Regions from separate parts of the Rattus norvegicus genome. Here region 2 is linked to region 1. The links are chromatin contacts, called in public Hi-C maps. All regions are on one chromosome and are shown on one strand. The core of a region is the stretch at or near the end of the contact, and the rest is flanking DNA. Distances in the headings are between cores, read along the strand shown.

What was found. A called contact is a pair of places that touch in the nucleus more often than the background predicts.
Region 2: a Hi-C map of liver shows a contact between it and region 1, with 2.5 times the contacts expected there. The contact joins two enhancer-like sites. A contact is called at or near these places in 4 of 12 Hi-C or Micro-C datasets (hepatocytes, kidney and liver).

Annotation. Positions count from the first base shown.
Region 1 is chr17:27,422,624-27,428,925 of GRCr8, forward strand. The region is part of intron 1 of Tpi1l2 (triosephosphate isomerase 1 like 2); the gene reads right to left. Among named protein-coding and RNA genes, the nearest start is that of Rreb1, 220 kb to the left of the region's middle. Within about 2 kb of position 1,263, at least 3 of the 93 cell types and tissues checked have an H3K27ac peak or open chromatin away from gene starts, as enhancers often do. A contact at or near this core is called in hepatocytes and liver, where this site is marked.
Region 2 is chr17:27,502,106-27,508,960 of GRCr8, forward strand. The region is part of intron 1 of Tpi1l2 (triosephosphate isomerase 1 like 2); the gene reads right to left. Among named protein-coding and RNA genes, the nearest start is that of Ly86, 190 kb to the right of the region's middle. Within about 2 kb of position 1,711, at least 5 of the 93 cell types and tissues checked have an H3K27ac peak or open chromatin away from gene starts, as enhancers often do. A contact at or near this core is called in hepatocytes and liver, where this site is marked.

The DNA.
Region 1 (6,302 bases), core at 13-2,512:
TAAAATTAGAAGCCCCTAAGGTCCTTGATGCTCTCTGAAGCCTACCTGTTAGTAGGGGGACATGGACATTAAAGAGGATGGCTTAAAGAGAAACCATGTTAATGAAGAGGGGAGTGTGGGAAAAACTGGGAGAGCTGATGTCTCAGCTGGGGGCATGGTCTCTTGAAGGCGGGGGTGGGGGGGTGGGGGTGGGGGGGAGTGGGGGGGGCTATGGGAGGGCGGAGTGGGGGGAGCATCCAGACAAGGAGAAGGCAAATGTCCAGTCTGGAGGCTGGAGTAGTGCCACGTGGGTGGAAAGAGGACCCAGAAGAGGATGGGCAAGGAAGACTTCCAACAGACCAGACCCTGGCTGGGGAGCTCTGATCTTTGCACTGAGGGCCACAGGAAAGGTTTCAGAGTCTGGCGCGGGGAAGGAGGAGCAGGAGGAAGTACGGAAGTACGAGGGCCCTGCTGTCTGGAGCTGCAAAGCCTAATCTTCGCAGAGCCATCTGGCTGTGGTCTGCTCTGTACCAGACAGACAAACTTGAGGTCGGGGACATCAGCCAGGGTTCCCAGCGGCAGGTGCCTGAGAGGGACTTAGAGGAGAACTGGAACTGGCTGTGGCTAAAAGGCCCAGGCCAGCCTGTCTACAAAATGGAGTGTCAGATGATGGCAACACATACCCACAGGCCAGTGCGCAAGGACATCGGTAGTGTCACTCTCAGCCTGAGGCATCAAGTCTGAGAACTTGGGAGATCGTGCTGAAAGTTTTAGGATCCAAAGTCACAGAACCTGGAACCGGCCGTAAGAGGCAACAGATTCAGACTCTGTCTGGCTGTAAGGGAGGGGCCAGCTCTCCTCTGTTCCGGGGAAGCCAGCCCCAGCAGAGTGACGGTATGGTGCCCACAGTCCATCCACTCTGTTCTCTGGCAACAGCCTTGCTCTGAATGCTCCTTAATCCACCGAAGCGAACACCTCAAGTGAGCCCCCCAGCAGACAGTGGGTCACACTGACCCCGATTCTAAGGGCACGGTGTGTCTAGCTGGCAGAAGGCCGTGGGGTGTGTTCTACCTTCTGAATGAGAAAATGCTTCTGCCAGCAGCCAGCTCTGGCCCTTAGGTGTCTCAAGTCTTCTGGTTGCTGAGAGGACCTCCAGCAGCATAGATGAGAGCCAGGTCCCCTGTGTGTCTTAGCTGCCTGTTTGGTGTCACCGTGGATACAACATGCCTCCAAACTGGTGTTCCCTTTGACCACGGGGCAAGCTCCATGGTTCTCTGTCCTCAGAGGGAGGGCCGCAGGGTGTTTCATAAAACATCATTTGGATCTGCCCTGTGCTGAGCCTGCAGGGGTCAGTGTAGAGTTTCTGGGTGGGCTGTGAGGAAGTGGGGGATGGACAGTTTGTTTCTAGGTGGACTAAGAGTGTTGTTGAGGGACGGAGTCCAAGCCCAGAGATTCAAGGAAAGAAAAGGTAAATGCAGTACTTGAAGACCTCGTGTCAAGGCCAGAAGATGACCTTGGTGGGTTGCTGGTGTTTAGTGAGGCCAAACACACTGAGATGAGAGGCAGGAAGGGGTGGTTGTACAGAGCCCAAAGGTCACCAGAGACACGGTGTTAGGCTGCCAGGCATCAGAGGGAGGGAACAGTCCTCTTTTGATCCCACAAATCAAGTTGGGGAGACTGAAGAAGCACCCCAACAGTGCTGGGGAGAGAGGTGTCTCTGAGCACAGCTGATCTGAATCCTGGGTCTGTCAATCTCCGGGTGCGTGAGAGCTACTCTGAATAACAGGTGGATTTGACGTCAGCCGCCTGGTGGAGCGCATGCCCACATCAGACACTGCTCGTCTCTCTTCTCGGAGGGTGCAGTGGAGGGAGGAAGGCTGAAGAAATACCTGGATCGTTTTCCCTGCTCATTTACAGAGCTCGGTCCCATGCCGAGACACCATACACTTGTGCTGTTTACCCTTGTGGCGGAATCCGCCACAGGCATCCTGAGACACACACTTTCACCTTCTCCTTAGTAGCAATAACCTGTATTTTTAGCATGCCTTTCTGGAACAAGGGCCTGTTTTCCCAGACTCTCGGAACTAGGTGTGTCCACTGGGTAAAACCGTGGCCAGTGGACTAAAATTGGAAGCATGGTGCCCAACTTCTGGGAAGTAGGATTAAAGAAAAGGGATTCTTCTTCCTTCATGGTGCAGGATAGACTATGAGTGTGGTGGCTGGAGCTCCAGAACCAGTGTGCACTGTGAGGCAGAGCTCTGTGTTAATGGGGTGTGGTAGTTTAAAGAAGGATGGCCCCCATGGCTCATACATTTGAATGACACTAATTGGAAAGAATTAGGAAGTGTGGCCTTTTTGGAGGAAGTGTGTCACTGAGGATGAAGTTTCAAAACCCCACACCAGACCTGTTCTCTCTCTCTCTCTCTCTCTCTCTCTCTCTCTCTCTCTCTCTCTCTCTCTCTCTGCCACTTCTTCAGTGCCACATGTACCACCATGATCCCCAGTGAATGATAATGAACAAAACCTCTGAATCTGTAAGCAATCCCTTGGTTAAATGCTTTTTCATAAAAGTTATCTTGGTCATGGTGTCTCTTCACAGCAAGAGAACAGAGACTAAGACATGGGGTTCAAGCACTGTGAAAATCATGAAATGTTATGATTTTTCATTTATGTCAGATACAGACGTGTACTTTTGGCAAACTATATTAATTTTGGCTTTTGAAATATATGGATGAGCCTTTTTCTAACTAATACCTAATGGAAAGCAAACACACACACACACACACACACACACACACACACATGCATGTATGCTGTGCATACATGCAAATACACCCCCCTCTGACTTTTACATACATGTGTACCCTCATATATAACATGCACAGATACAGAAATATAAATAAATGTTTTAAAAAATCAATATTCCTGGAGAGATGATATGTTAGTCAGGGTTTCTATTCCTGCACAAACATCACATCCAAGAAGCAAGTTGGGGAGGAAAGGGTTTATTCAGCTTACACTTCCACATTGCTGGTCATCACCAAAGGAAGTCAGAACTGGAACTCAAGCAGGTCAAGAAGCAGGAGCTGATGCAGAGGCTATGGAGGGATGTTACTTACTGGCTTGCTTCCCCTGGCTTGCTCAGCTTGATCTCTTATAGAACCCAGGACCACCAGCCCAGGGACGGCACCACCCACAATGGGCGGGGCCATCCCTCCTTGATCACTAATTGAGAAAATGCCTTACAGCTGGATCTCATGGAGGCATTTCCTCAAGGGAGGCTCCTTTTTCTGTGATAACTCCATCTTGTGTCAAGACATAAAAAACCAGCCAGTACAGATGGCTTGGCAGTTAAGAGTCTATACTGCTCTTGTGAAGGACCAGTGCCCAGCACCCAGGTGGGTCATAACTGCCTGTCACTCCTTCTCCAGGGGATCTGATGCCCTCTTCTGGCCTCATTGGGCTCAGGTGCTCACTGCACAAATCCTGACTCAGACACACACATTATTAAATATAAAAAGCCTTTAAAACTAATTACTAAGAAGGACAGCATTGAAATAAAGGGTTAGACTTGAGTCAGTTTGCCTAACTGTGATGTTGGCCCCACCACTTGCTGGCTGTGCATCTTTGGACAACTTTCCTAACCTCTCTCTGTCAGTTCTGCCAGGAACCATAGGTACTGGGAGCAATGACGTGGCTTTGACTTTTTTTTTTTTTTTGTTGTTGTTGTTGTTTTTTTTTTTTTTTTTTGTGCCCCACATCCTCAAGAATTGCTTAGTTAGGGTTACTATTGCTGTGATAAAAACCCCATGACCATAAGCAACTTGGGGAGGAGAGGGTTTATTTGGCTTACGTATCTTAAATTATAGTCCATTGAGGAAAACAGCAGCAGGAATACAAATCAAGCAGGAACCTATTGGCAGGAGCTGATGCAGAGGCCATGGAAGGGTGCTGCTTACTGTCTTGCTCCTCATGGCTTACTCTGCCTGCTTTCTAATAGAAACCAGGACCACCAGCCCAGGGTGCTACCACCCAGAATAGGCTGGTCCCTCCCACATCAATCAATCACTAATTAAGAAAACGCCCTTCAGGCTTGCCGATGGCTTTATCTTATGGCAGCAGTTTCTTAGTTGAAACTCCTTCTTGTCAAATGAGTTTAGCTCGTGTTAACGTAAAACAGAGATTAAATGAAAGAATGTCACTATTTAAAGACAGAATATGGGGCAAGGGTCAGAACAAAGTGCATTGGCACATGTGTAAGAAGATACCATGGTGAAACCCATCACTTCATAAGCTTACCACACCAAACCAAACCAAACAAGCACAAAAACCTATCAAAATAAAAAATAGGTTGAGCTGTGTTCGATACAGAGTGAGCATGTGATACAGGCCAGCTGTTATCACTGCTTGAATCTGCCGCCTGTTACTGTAACAAAATGCCCGAGACTGAGCACCTTAGAAAGAGACATGGGATGCATGATTGGTTTGAACAAGGAAAAGGCTTGTTTTGCTTCACAGGGTTCAGAGCTTTCAGCTTACAGTTGTTTGGCTCTGTTGCCATGTGCCTGTCAACCCGTTTTCATGGTAGTGGGAGAACAAAGAAAGGGGGAAGGAATGAGGCTGGGGGCATGCCTCAGTGGTGGAGCCTGGCATGCCCAAGGGCCTGGTTTCAACACCCAAGTCCTCCAGCTTGTCACTGCTGTTATACCGTGACTAAAAGGAACTTAGGTGACAAAGGGGTTTATTTCGGTTTTCAAGTCCAGGTTAAATTCCATCACTGTGGGGAAATCAAGACAGGAACTCCAGACAGTTAGTCAAAGCACGTCTACAGTCAAGACAGAAAAATGAATTCATGCATGTTCATTTGTGGCTTGCTTGTGCTTAAGCTTGATTTCTCCACTCTTACATAGTTGAGGATTCTCTGCCTAAGGAATAATGCCACCCATAGTGGGCTGGGTCTTCTTAAATCAATCGATTTAATTACAATTAATCCCTCCTAGGCATGCCCATAAACCAACCTAATGTAGACACTGGGCTGTAGACATCCCCCATTGAGACTCCTTTGCCAAGTTACTCTAGGTTGTATCAAGTTGGCAATTAAAGGTAGCAGTCAAAAGCGGGGAGAACTGTGAGTTCCAGGCTGGTCTGGATTTCATTGTATGACTCTGTCTCAACAAAACAGAAAACTAATTGGAATAGGGGGAGAGCATAGTCCTCTTCAAGAACATGCTACCCAAGACCCCACTTCCTATCTTTAACCCCTCCTCCAAGAGGCCCCATCACTTTCCAGTAGCACCATAGGCTGGGAACCGAGCCTTCAACACAAGACCTCTGGGGACGTTTAAGATCCAAATGATGACAGGAGATATATTTCCTCCCAGGTGGAGGCTGGAAGTCCAGAATTGGAGCTTGTGCTCTGCAGAGGCCCTCAGGATAGTGACATCTCAGTGGGAGCCCTCACAGGAAGCCAGAGAGTTTCAGGGCATGCTCTTTTATACTGTCATTCTTGTGAGAACTAACTAACCAGTGTCCCTCAGGAATACCATCCATCCTTCCTGAAAGCATCCGAATCTAATCACTAAATGACTTCTTAAAGGTCCCACTCCACTAATGAAGATAATCCACATGGGCACATTCAGGACCAAGCTTGTGGACCCAACTGGTGCTATGCAAAAGCTATGGAGACACTGTGTGTGTCTCAGTGTACCCACATGGCCTCAGCACACACTACTGGAAGACGGTGCTCTGCTGTCGCCCCTTATTTTGTTGCTCTTTGGTGAATGCTGTTAACATCTCAGGAGACAAAAAGAAACATATGAGCAGTGTGTGCAGATGTGCAAGGCTTTTTCTTAAGACATGGGGTGGCACTGTGTGGAGGAGGGCCCATCACCAGGATTTACCACATATCCTGAAATAGACACTGCCACTCATCAGCCCTTAGGATGTATAGAGGACACACTGCTGATCACTAAGCTCAGAGAAAGCACACCTCACCCCTGCCCGGAATGTCTGAGTCCCTTCATAAACTTCAGCCAGCTGTGGTAGGATGCCAGGAGTTTAGGACAAAATGTGGGCTGTGTAGTGACAGTCTATCTCAAAGCCCACCGACCATGCCAACTAGCAAAATAAAACCTTAAACTTTGATTTGATTTGTTAATAAGACTCCAGAAGCAAAAAGGGAGGGGCCGTACCTAAGGCTGCTGCTGGTGATGGTTGAACACACACGGGCAGGTGTGTTTCCTCATCAATGTGGACACGCCTTTTCGTATGCCTGGTTCTTGGAGCTGTGGGTGTCACAGGGTGAGTAAGAGTGTTGCAGGGAA
Region 2 (6,855 bases), core at 461-2,960, 80 kb after region 1:
CTATATATGTCTACCATGTGTGTACTCGATACCTGTGGAAGTCAGAAGAGGGTGTCAGATCCCCTGGAACTGGAGTTACAGATGGTTGTGAGTCACATGTGGGTGCCAGGGACTGAACTCAGGTCCTCGGCAAGAGCAGTGAGCACATCTGACTGCTGAGCCAGCCTTCCAGCGCTCTACTCTGATTTTTTAAATGCAAATTTTATTTTCAAAATGGACTGGGAAATTTTTAGAAATAGATCCACAATTGTTCCTCTAGCCATAATAGAATCTGGACTGATCCAACATTCACAGTGTTCGTATTTCAGAATTGGATCTGTTGAGAGTCAGTGGGAAGTGAATATCCTTTCTTGGGAAGGACAGCAATGAGTCTCTAATAGTGTAGTGGTGTGTGTGTGTGCGTGTGTGTGTGTGCGTGCATGCATGTGTGTGTGCATGTGTGTATATGTGTGTGTATGTATGTGTGTGTGCATGTGGTGTGTGTATGAATGTGTGTGTGTGCGTGCGTGAGTGTGTGTGCAAGCTCCTGTGAGAAGTGGGAAGAGAGGGAGAGTTCATTTGCATTATGTGTAGGGAACATAGGATTCTGATATTATTTCTGTCTAACGAGGGACCTACAATGCTAACAGCAATATTACAGTGTGAAATAGGCCTGTAAGAGGGTGATGGGAACATCAGTCAATCAGTTAATGCTGGCTGAAAGGGCTGTGGGGTCCAGGAGGAGCTGTTAGACGTTGTTCTTGTGGTGATGACAAAGTGCCCCACATAAAGAACTTAAGGGAAGATTCGCTTTGGCTCACAGTTTCGAAGGCGTCGGTCTGTGGCTGCTTGGCCCCATTCTCTTGGCAGAACGTCCTGATGGTGGAAGTGTGGGATGAAGAAGCATCTCCATGGCAGAAGCTGAGAAATGGATACAGGAAGGACCATAGCAAGATACAACGCTGAGGAGGAGTCACCCACAGCGACCTGATACTCTGGCTGGTGGCAGCCCCTACTTTTTAGCATCTCCAAGGCATGCTTCCAAATTATGAATCCATCAAGGGGTTAGTCCACTGATTAGCTCAGAGCCCTCAGGATCCTGTCACTTGTTCTCATCCCCCAAGTCTGTGGAGGGACATTTTACACTCCATGACAGCATGTTAACCCTTTTGGATTGTTGGATGTCTATGAGAGGACACAGTAGAGGGCCTCAGGTAGACAGGACAGCCGCTGCCATGACGGGTTATAGGTCCGTGTTCCACTGCCCCCTTCTATTTGCTTTGGACTCCAGGTCCAGGTCTCTGTCACGCCCACCTCTTCACAGAGGAGCAAGGCTCTCAGTGCTCCTGAGTTGGGCTGGAGTCCCCTCTGCTCTGGAGGCCACACAAGAGAAGATTCCATCTGCAACTTGATGAGAGAGACTCATTTTGCTTGGCACCCTCTTGGAGAACCACAGTATTCTCTTGCGACATCTTTTAAGCACCATAAAGTTATGTGACTGGGAGGGAATGTCCAGGGATGGATACTGTGCAGGCCAAGATCTTCCTAACTTTCTGTCTCTCTTCAGTTAGTGTGAGGAGGGAGGAGCAGGAGGGAGTGGTCCTCCACATTTTTGCTGGTTGGTAAAATATTTGCAGCAGGTTGAGGGAGTGGAGCAGAGATGCCTACCCAACTCTCTGTGCTTTGTGTGCCTGTCTCTGTTCCCTCGCTTTTATTTACCTTTACTGTGGACTATGTCTGTCTGTCTGTCTAGGGAGTTAATGTTCCCCAGAGCATCACCCTTGCTCTCTGACTCTGATGGTTCATGTGCAGTGTTTACTTAGAAGTCTCAAAGGCCACGCTGTCAGCCATTGGGCAATCCTGCTTTCTGTGAGACAACCTTGGTATCTGTTAGGAGAGATTTTAGCCCAGCAGTGATAACATCAACTCCATCTTCCTGTTCACTACAGCTACCAACAAACACCCTTTTCCTTTCTCACACGACAGCCAGCTTCCTCTGAACCTTGTTGAAAGGTCTTGATGTTGGTCTCCACTGCAGCCACATCTGCATCACTGCTCTGGCGGGAATCCCCCGGCCCTGTTACATTCACCTAGTAATTTTCCTGCTGTTCTTCTTTCACCTGCTTCTTGGTTCCAGCTGCCGTCATTATAGTTGGAACTGAGCCCACTCTGTTGCTCCAGCTACAACATCCCTTTCGCCACAGTCTCCCTCATGATTTCAGCCATTGTTGGAATAGTTCTTAACATTGACATTTGAGGAAGCACACAATCATTTGTACAAACACCACACGCAATGCGATCAGTGGCTGCCATGAGTAGGGAGCTGACCTTTACCTTGACCTAATCAGGCAGCTGTCCAGGAAGTGCTTGCCTCCCGGTCATCACAGGGTAGAAACTACTTCTACCGTAGCGTGATGGGCTGCTAGCACGATGTGCTGCCTCTTTACAGGCAGCAGGGTCAGGTAAGCAAGGATTGTAATTCCCAAAACTGTGATCGAGAATTAACCTTTCTTCCTTTTAAGTTGTTTGTATCAGACATTTTGTCATAGCGATGGAACACTAACACACTACCTTACTCTAACACGTGAAGGCTGAAATGGAGTTGAGTTAGAAACTCTCATTGTGTACTTCCAATGGGGTGACACTGAAATAGATTTGGACAGGTCACTGGGCATCATGGTATCAGAGAAAGAGACATGGCAAAAGTCAATTTCTATCCATTGAGTCCCTGTACATCCAAGTGTCAAGTTTTTTGTTTTTGTTTTTGTTTTTTTTAACCATAACCTTGTCAGCTTTTCCTTAGGGGAACACGTTTTCTTTCTTTTTCTTGTCTTAAGAAAGCAAGGGCATGCAAGGTTAGAATTTCCCTTCTCACGTGAAGGGTGGATACACAGGTGGGCTAGATGCTATTATACATTAGCAAGCAGATCAAAAGCAAGAACCAAAGGGACAGAATGTTTCTTCTGGGAAAAGAGCTAAGGCTTTGTGAATCATTTGTAGTCTTAAATCATTGGCTCTCAGAAACCCCGGGGTGGGGGTGCTAGGATCACAGTGGGTGGTCCGAAAGGCACAGTAAAGGGTTAGTGGCAAGACTTAGTGCTTAGGATCACAATGTAAGTGAAACTAATTCTATAGGTGGCCCCCACCAGAGAATGGTAAGAATACAATAGATGTTTGAAAGGCTCCTGTGGCTAGCACTTCAACTGCTTCTTCTCTGCCTTTTGAAGTAAACTGTCCACACTCCAGGCTCGCTCTTTGTGGCTATGTTTTAGAGAGGAAGAAAAACTCACAGAGTACCCAGTAGTTTGGGCATGATGTAAACAAGCAGCAGGTCCCTCACAGAGCCCCACCTGCGGAGGTAGTGAACCAGGGGATCTTATGGGAAGAAGGGACTAAATGGTTTGAACAAATGAAGAGTGACAGTGAACTCAGCTTCCTGCTGGTGTTGGGGTAAAACCAGCTCTGCCACTGAGTCAGGAGGGATTCAGTCTTGTTGGGATTTTCCTCAGTTTAGTACAAGTTTGGTTTAATGTCAGCTAGTCATTTGGTGAAGGTATTCAGATAAAGAGCCACATCTTAGCTGGACACAGTGCACTTCGCCTGTATTCCCATCAATTGGAAGTGATCCAGTGATCCAGTGGATCAGGAGCTCATGGCCAACCTCAGCTTCATGAAACCCAATCAATCAATTAATCAATCATCAATCAACCAGTCAATCAAGAAATCAGATTTGTGGCTTAAAAAAATCATGTAAAGATTAAAAATACAAAGTAAAACATTTTGCTTGAAAATAGTAAAAAACCAACCAAACAAAAATAATCCTGTGGAACAGAAATTTAAGTGTCAATTGTTCTAGTTGGCTTCTGCTGGATGTAAGAATGGTTCCTGTTTCTTACCTAGTCAGGTAGCTCCGTCCTTCCTCTTCTTCCTTTTCTTCAACCAACATAAGTTTGAACTCTCAGAAAACCATGGAGTAACTTCACTTTGAACTCTTCTGTCTGGATAAAGTGCTAACATCCATGGGAAACTGATTCCCAGCAGAAGACAGTCTCATACTATCTTTGCAGGAATGGTGATGTTCTCTTGTAAACTGGTTATTTAATTGTTTATATTTCAACATGTTATTTGTTTTATAGCTAAATGTTGCTGAGGGAGGAAAAACTCGGGTCTAAACTGGTCCAGGGGTCTTCAGGAGAATCAGAGAGAAGCTTCAGTCCTGTGGCGATGGTCTGAGCTGGCTCAAGAGTGGCAGGGAGGTGAGGCCTCTTCGAGCAACAGAGCATGCGTTTGTGGTCTATACCCAGGCTTAACATCAAACACTCCACATGCATCCTCTAAGTTCATCTATGTGTGGTGGTCTGAATGAAAATGGCCTCCATAGGCTCATGGAGAGGAGCATTAGTAGCTGTGGCCTTGTTGGAGGAAGCGTGTCACTGGGGGTGGGCTTTGAGGTTTCAGAAGCTCATGTCTCACTCTCTCTTCTTGCTGCCTTTGGATGTAAAACTCTCAGCTACCTCTCTGGTACCACATCTGCCTGCAAGCTGCCCTGCTTCCCACCATGATGATAATGGACCAAACCTCTGACCTTAAGTTGTCCCAATGAAATGTTTTCCTTTATAAGAATTGCCATATAAGCCACTACCTAAAGACTATACATGGACTGACCCTGGACTCTGACCTCATAGGTAGCAATGAATATCCTAGTAAGAGCACCAGTGGAAGGGGAAGCCCTGGGTCCTGCTAAGACTGAGCCCCCAGTGAACTAGATTGTTGGGGGGAGGGCAGCAATGGGGGAAGGATGGGGAGGGGAACACCCATAAAGAAGGGTAGGGGAAGGGATTAGGGGGATGTTTGCCCGGAAACCGGGAAAGGGAATAACACTCGAAATGTATATAAGAAATACTCAAGTTAATAAAAAAAAAAAAATAAGAGTTGCCATAGTCATGGTGACTCATCACAGCAATTGAGACCATAACTAAGACACAGCAATGGGAGGAGCTAGGTGTCTTGGCTGTCTCTACTTTGCTGATGGAGAAATTGAGGCATATATGTGTCTAGGTGAGGGCTAGGAGTGAATTTCAAGTAGCCTAACCCCATAGCTTGAAACTGACCTCCACCACAATCCATCATCAAGTTGAATGCTCCTGGAAGCTTGCCAGTTGTAAACTGCTCTTCAGGAATGACCCTTTGTTTTTGCCTTTACTTGTTTTGTGGTGCTGGGGACTGAATGGGGGGAGTCACACACAATAGACAAGAACCTTGCCTTGGAGCTCCGTCCCTCAGGAATTTCTTTTTTCACTGATGTATTTACTGTTGTTGTTGTTGCCGGTGTGTGTGTGTGTGTGTGTGTGTGTGTGTGTGTGTGTGTACGAGAGAGAGAGAGAGAGAGAGAGAGAGAGAGAGAGAGAGAGAGAGAGAGAGAGAGAGAAAGAGAAAGAGAGAGAAGATGAGAGGAAAACAATGCAGAATTTGTTCTCTTTAGCAAGCCTCTACTCATTCAGCCATCTTGCAGGCCCTAGGGATTTCGTGGTACCAAGAGTATAATCAAAAGAAGATATATATCTATAGATATAAATATATATCTCGATATACGTGTATGAATGTATTTCTTTAAGATAAATAGTAAAGTTAGACACAGAAACAGACAGGGAAATGCAAAAGATTTTAATAAAACACTCATTATTCGGTAGCTCGTGTTTATGAAGCCACCAGATTATATGTGTGTGTTTCTACTTCATGCTTCCTTCAGATGGCTTGTTTTGATTATAATAGAATTTGATTATCTGCATTGCCAAAAGATTAAAAAAAACAGCAACATTTTATTGTAAAGATCTAAACTGGCTTTCTTTCTGATCATTGACTCTGGTAACACTTCACGCCATAGAATAAAATAAACAGAGAAATACAAATCAGAATAATAATGCGGAATAGGAGAATGCTGTAGACTAGAAGAAATGCCACAAGTTGAGCAGAGAAGGTTGCTGCTATAGAAGGAGACTGACAGAGCAGAAAAGAATCCCCAAGTAGACCGGTGAACTAAGCAGCTCTTGTTAGGGGGAAACCAGAGACAGGCTGAGAACAGTAACTAATTGGTTAATGCCAGGTTACTGCTTGCTACTTCTCGGCAAGGATAAAGACAGAGAGAAGGAGGCTCATTAAGCTGATCGAAGCCAGCTGCTTGTGGAGTTTCTTCTAGGTCTTGTGGATGGAGAGTGGGGCTGAGGGAGAGACATCACGATTAGCATATGTTAGAAACCAAAAACAGAAATGGACCAGAAATTCTGCTCCTCTAAGGCTGATGTGTAACACAACACCCACCCTAAATAAATAAATAAATAAATAAATAAATAAATAAATAAAATAAAAAGTGCCCTGAGCAAACGTCCCAAGCAGACCAGAAATGGTACCACTCAGTGTGCAACCTTTGTTCCCACATCCCATCCTAGAAGCGTCCTCTTTTTAAATAAAATGTGTCTGTTTTGACTTCCACCATATGTCCCCGGTCCAGTTCCTAGTTTCCAGACACAAGAACCTAGAAATCCCAGCAAGTGCCTTCCATACTCCAGGGTCCACCTACAGCGATCTCTGTTCATTCCCAAAGGGCAGATGACAACTTAGTCAGTGAGTGAAACCTCAGCTCAGAAGGCATTGCTGCTCTCAGACTGGTCCTGGTATAGGACTTCAGTCCAGAATATTGACCTCCTATAATTGCTATTGATCACCGTCATCTATTGTGATATTTCTGACTCCTGTACTGGGTGCACGGGGAACACTATTCTTTTGTTAGAATATTCACTGAATTGGACGGTGTAACAAGCCTGTGCTACTTCAAGAGCCAAGGATGGCGAAGGGACAGAACTGACAGAAAACCATGTG